2 separate regions of the Sus scrofa genome follow, and region 2 is linked to region 1. Evidence: chromatin contacts called from public Hi-C data. All regions are on one chromosome and are shown on one strand. Each heading gives the region's core, a stretch centred on a gene start, on an enhancer-like site or on the middle of the called end of the contact. The rest is flanking DNA. Distances are from core to core; before and after follow the strand shown.

Region 1 (3,119 bases), core at 203-2,702:
TTTTAAATTTCTGTTTTAAACAATTAAGGATCCCTCCTACCCACACCCCGAGGTATACATTTGGGACAGAAATCACTTAATAGTCTCAAACTTCTGAAGATGTTCAAGGTAGCCAGTTCAAGGCCAATTACAAATCATTGGCAACATTAATGGTCTGGTGTTATCTAGTCTCAGAGTTTCAGTTTGTTACTCTTCTCCAAGAGTCAACAAAGAGAACACCAGTTTGGAGCTTTCCTAATACCTGCGTCACAGCCATGGGACACCTGAAATGGGTCTTTGCAGCTGCCTCTGCCTCGTGAGGACCGGACAGGTCTGGAACTGTGTTTTCAAACTTTATGAGGCAAGAGGATGAGTAAATATTTCTTCTTACCTATTTGCTGGAGAAATTATTTTTCTCCTTTTGTGGGAAGAAAGTGAAATATATAACTTCTAGATGTCTAATATATAATCCAGATCAGAAACTCTGGCATTTGTCAGAAACATGACTTTAACAATAGTCATTTTATAGATATCCTTTTATATGTACATGTTATCAATGCCTTCGAAATTCTTTTTAGAAGTAAAATATTTGTAGGGGAAAAAAACTCAGGATAAAAAATAACATTTATTTCCTTTCACCAAAATAGGATGTTCACTGCATTATAAATACTTTAGCATTGATACAATTTGCTTTTTTGAGAACATCTCCAAATTACAAAAAAAGAATTTAATCTTTTTCTCTCCAAACCACATTTAACAAGAAAACAGCTTGATACGATAAATCTGGTTTTTAAAAAAAACTAGAATATGCTAAAATGATTTCTAATATTTTTCTATAAATGTCTCACTCAAGAGAGATTGAAAGTAATTGGAATTTCCAGCTAAGAAAAATGCTAACTTTCTTAATTGGAAAATAATTTGAGGACTATAATTAAAATGTTCTCAGAATAATGTATTCACAAAATCTACATTTCAAATAAAGCTACTGATGTTAATAACAATTTACAACCATAATCTTAAATTAGAAAATAAAATTAATTTATAGTGCCTCAAAGATATCCCAACTCAAGATGTAACAGAGATCAGAAAACAAAGTTTTAAGGCAGTAAATATACATGCAATTAGAACCAGAGTTTTAAATACTCTGACGAACTTCACAGGTAAATCTTTATAGTTTAAAAACAAAAAACAAAACAAAAAAACAAGCTCCAAGGAATATAGAAAAGATTTTTGTTGCCACAAGCAGGGGGTGAGGGTGGGAGAGAAATGGATGAAGGGAGGTGAAAGGGTACATGTTTTCAATTATAAGACAGATAAGTTCTGAGGATGTAATGTAATAGCAGAGTGACTGTAGTTAATAATACTGTACTGCCTATTTGAAAATTGATAAAGAGTAGGTCTTAAGAGTTCTCATCACAAGAAAAAAACTGTTTTGTAACTATGTAGGGGGATGGATGTTAAGTAGACTTACTGGGATGATCCTTTTGCAATGTTTGCAATATTGGATCATTATGTTGTACATCTGAAACAAACACAATGTTATATATTAACTACACCTCAATTTAAAAAAAAAAAAAAAAAGGACTTCGCTCATGGCTCCAAGGGTTAAGTGTTGTCACCGCTGTGGCTCTGGTTACAGCTGTGGCACAGGTTTGATCCCTGACCTGGGAACTTTCCCATGCGGTTGGGTATACCCCCAAAACAACAACAACAGCAACAATGCACTTGGTTTTCTGAGCATTCTTCAATAATGTTAACAAATACTCATTTAGTGTTTTTAGGTCTTGGGCACTAGGCTAATTGCCAAAGATAGAGAGGTGCACAAGACACAGCCCAGCCCTGTGGGACTCATATTCTTGTAGATAAGTTAAGGATTGGAAGATAAGAATTCTAAAACTGAAAGTGACTCTAGGCTGAAGTGTTATCTCAGTTTTGGCAACAACACTGCCAAAAGTACCTTGGTAAAAATGGCACAAAAACTACTACTATTGAATACTTTTTGGAATCCTAAGTCTGCAGCTACTATGTGACCTGGTAGTAACAAACAATGTGTGATTTTTAACATCCAGAAAGATAGCAATATGGGCTCACTAACTAGAGAGCCCAGCAGTGGCCCTAAAGCTCTCTGTCAGTAAATGTGCAGGATAAAATGCTGTCAGCAACTAAATAGCTATTGCATAGAAGTAGAGAGGGTTTTGGCTTTCATGACAGTTAGTGAGTTGTTGTTGTTGTTGTTTTAAAAGCTTCTTTCACTTTTTGAGTCTACTTTCAACAAAGAAATAACCATGCCTGCCTTTATTACTGCTATGAGACATTGAAAATTCGCCTCTTCCCTTACAGTACAGAAAACTGAGCTGGTAGTCATTAATATGTCACACAAATCTAGATCTGCTTCATTGCTTTCTCTCAATTTCTCACTCACCTCCTTTTTTTTTTTTTTGTCTTTTTGCCATTTCTTGGGCCTCTCCTTCGGCATATGGAGGTTCCCAGGCTAGGGGTCTAATCGGAGCTGTAGCTGCCAGCCTATGCCAGAGCCACAGCAGTGCAGGATGTGAGCCGTGTCTGCAACCCACACCACAGCTCACGGCAACGCCGGATCATTAACCCACTGAGCAAGGGCAGGGATTGAACCCTCAACCTCATGGTTCCTAGTCGGATTCGTCAACCACTGCGCCACGACGGGAACTCCACTCACCTCCATTTTTTTCTGCTTTTTTTTTTAAATCCACTGGGATCTTACCTTTATTTCTTTCTCTATCCTCAAACCACATGAAATCATTTGGAAGATAAGAGTAGGTGTGGAGAGAAGGCTCCCTTCCATTCTTGAGAATTAGGGTTTTTTGGAAATAGAAAATAGCTATGCTTGGCTCCATAAAACATCTTACTTCACTTCTCATTTATCTTTTCCTATACTTTCTTCCTCTCTCTCCCCAGCAACTTTGACATCTCATCATTTTCTGCCCTTCCAGAGCCACTCCGAGGGCCATCATCAACTCAAGGGCAGGTAGGCTTCCTCACCATCACCTGCATAAATGTGGCTGACATAAGGCAGCAGTAGCTGGACAAGCAGTGTTTGCCCAACTGTGAGTTGTGACCCATATTCTAAAAGAGAGGTTAATTTAGTGGGTTGAGACCTGTAT
Region 2 (3,119 bases), core at 430-2,929, 45 kb after region 1:
TAGGATAATCAGAGCAGTTACTATAGGCCATCTGCTAAAATACAAAAGTAGCCACTGTTACACCCCCCAAATATGACCAGCTATATGCCAAATAGCTTAGTCATTAAGTATACTGGGTAATAATATTGGCTATGTTAGTATTTTTATCTCTAATATCACTCATTCAAAATAATTTTTAATGAAATGTGAATAAAAGAGTTAAGAATTTCATTCCACAAAAAAACCGGGGTGGGGGGGCTCTGCTTAGCTAAGAAATAAGACGTTTCCCCCCTATAGTTTATTAGCTATATTCTTGCTGACCTTAATCCTTTCTTATACAAGAACATTTTTTCAACATCCTGAATATTTACCACTATAATTTCTTTCTTAAAAACAACAACACGAGTTCTAGCAAGCATGAGAAATAGAATTAATCATTCTTTCATTTTTAAATAAATCTGAGCAAAAGGAAGAAAAACCACTTTAGTTAGCAGAGTAAGAGGACTTTTTCATACATTTTCAAGTAAAGTAGAACCATGTAGTTGATTCTATTTACTTTATAGTGCTTATTATTAAGCCGGCATTTCTCACCTTCAAATGCCCAAACCTGAGTTGGTTAGATGCATCATTTTATTTCACCTCTATAAAACCTAGTTAAGCAACATTATTTTTGCATTTTAGCCCACTAGCTTATACTTGTAAACTCCGTAAGGGCAGAATCCATATTTGCTTTTTTGTTCACTTCTACAATTAAATACAGAATATGAACAAATCTTTGAGCTCAGCACTACTACTCTGTACATTTAACAGCTGAAGAAGCTAACAAAGATCAAGTAACAATAGCAAGCAGTAGAGCTCGAATTTGGTTCTGTGCAGTCCTGGCCAAGAACCCCCCCCCCCTTTTTTAGGGCTGTACCAGTAGCATATAGAAGTTTCCAGGCTAGGGGTCGAATCGGAGCTGCAGCTGCCAGCCTACACCACAGTCACAGCAATGCAAGATCCGAACCACATCTGCAACCTACATCACAGCTCACAGCAACACTGGATCCCCAACCCACTGGGCCAGGGATCCAACCCATATCCTTATGGATACTAGTTGGATTCATTTCCGATGAGCCATCACAGGAACTCCAAGAACTCAACGTTCTTAACCACTATACACAGCACCATGGTTAAGACATTTATTTCCCCAAAATTCCATAAATATACTATACTATATATATTTTGTGACTTTGCTGTGTTCTTGCTCTCCAAGTATTTAATGATTTGTACTTAATTGTACAAATAAATTGGAGATATATGCATTTTAAAGGGGAAAAATTAATAGGAAATGACTCACATAGAAAAGTGAATTTAGATAATTCAGCAAACAACAGAATTGTAAGACTGACAAAAAGGGAATATGAACTTTTAAATCTACCTTAATGAAAATAACAAATATAACAGCAAACAGTGAAATGCTTACCATATGCCACCTGTTCTAAAATATTTTACATATATTAGCTAATTTAATCCTCACGTAAATCTCATGAGGCCAATTCCTATTTTACTGATGAGGAATTCAAATCACAGAAACAAAGAATGTGTTCAAGGTCACACAGCTGACAAGAAGATTTAAACTCAGGCAGTCTGGCTCTAGAATCTGAGCTCTAAACTATGCTGGAAAAACAGTAAGTTGATACTGCTTGCTGTATGTCACTGACATCGTACTCAGGTGTTGACACTCTCCGGAACACAACTTTCGTAATCCTAGCTTTGACAGGGACCATGGTTTTGGGTTGTTAATCAGTTACTACAAACCCACAATAATTTTAAAGCAATGTATATCTTTCAAATGAAACTCTGTACTGTATGTCTACAAAGCCAACACAGTATAAACTGCTAGGATATACACAAGTTAGGCCATGATAAATCAATGCGGACTTAACATATTTGAATTTTCAGAAATGATACTATAAGGAGTGAAAAGAGCAAAGTTTAGATTTTAAGTACCATCAAAAGGGTACTTTTGCAAATATTTTTCTATTTGCATTAAATTTTAATCTAACATGAATCTATACTATAATCACTTTATTACAGCAGCTGAGGGAAGATTTGAATTCATAAAAAAAAAATCACTGCAGACATTTTCAAAGATTGGTATTTATATTATACCTTTCAAGATATTCTTACTCCATCCTAAGCTTTGTAGACATATTTAGAAGCACAATCAAGAAAAGAAATTAGCTTGTCTCATGGTATTTTAAAATCTTAGTCCCACTTCACTAGTAACATGCTATGATTCTTATGATTCAAAGACATGGCTACTCTCCTTTCAAACTGTTGCAGGAATATTCTTCACAATGCCCTCTCACATACTGCATCTAACATAAGCATTGGATGTAAATTCATTTATTTTGTGAAAACTGCTACAATACATAATATTCTCTACATGGAAAAAAGCACATTACTCTGGCTAACTGAATAATACATATTTTATGTAATAGTTATCATACTATAATTCATATAAAATACCTCATTTCTGAAAACTGACACCCATGTTACATAACTAAATTATGTATGTACACCAATGTAATTTGCATATTCCTTTCAGAAAAATCATCTTAAATGCTGGCATTCTAGTGTGTTTAAAAGTACTAAAATCAAAAATGATTCTTTTTTTTTATAAAAAGACATTTAAAGAGGTAAAAATTTTTAAATGTATTTAAAAATACATGAAGAATAAAAGCAAAGGACAAACTAATAAACTGAATTATACTTTGCTATATTTAATTGCAATGGACAAATGCAAGAAAAAATAATTAATAATATCATTCTTATAGGACATTCTGCTAAGCTTTCAAGCAACAGCTTTCAAGTGCTACTAAGAATTACAATCTGCTAAAAGCAGAACAAAATAATCTTTCAAATCTCAATGAAATAATCAATAAAAACACACAAGGGTTTATCTTAACTAAATATTATAAATATGGCATTTAGGCAAAATAAGATATTTAGTAATAAAGCAATTTAACAAATTTTACTTCATCTTTGAAGACTTACTTCCAAAGAACCATATTCATCTGTGTCTTTTAAGAAACATAAAAAAGATGTAGGTGGTCTCATCAGAATTAATCTCTTAGCCATCACTGTTTAGAAGA

The links. Hi-C and Micro-C count contacts between places; a contact is called where the count stands out from the background.
Region 2: a contact with region 1 is called in a Hi-C map of liver, with 6 times the contacts expected there. The contact joins two enhancer-like sites. A contact is called at or near these places in 1 of 5 promoter capture datasets (liver) and 2 of 47 Hi-C or Micro-C datasets (liver and skeletal muscle).

The regions. Positions count from the first base shown.
Region 1 is chr1:56,892,214-56,895,332 of Sscrofa11.1, forward strand. The region is part of intron 14 of RNGTT (mRNA-capping enzyme); the gene reads right to left. Among named protein-coding and RNA genes, the nearest start is that of RNGTT, 170 kb to the right of the region's middle. Within about 2 kb of position 1,453, at least 4 of the 83 cell types and tissues checked have an H3K27ac peak or open chromatin away from gene starts, as enhancers often do. A contact at or near this core is called in liver, where this site is marked.
Region 2 is chr1:56,936,777-56,939,895 of Sscrofa11.1, forward strand. All of the region lies in intron 13 of RNGTT (mRNA-capping enzyme), which reads right to left. Among named protein-coding and RNA genes, the nearest start is that of RNGTT, 120 kb to the right of the region's middle. Within about 2 kb of position 1,680, at least 1 of the 83 cell types and tissues checked has an H3K27ac peak or open chromatin away from gene starts, as enhancers often do. A contact at or near this core is called in liver, where this site is marked.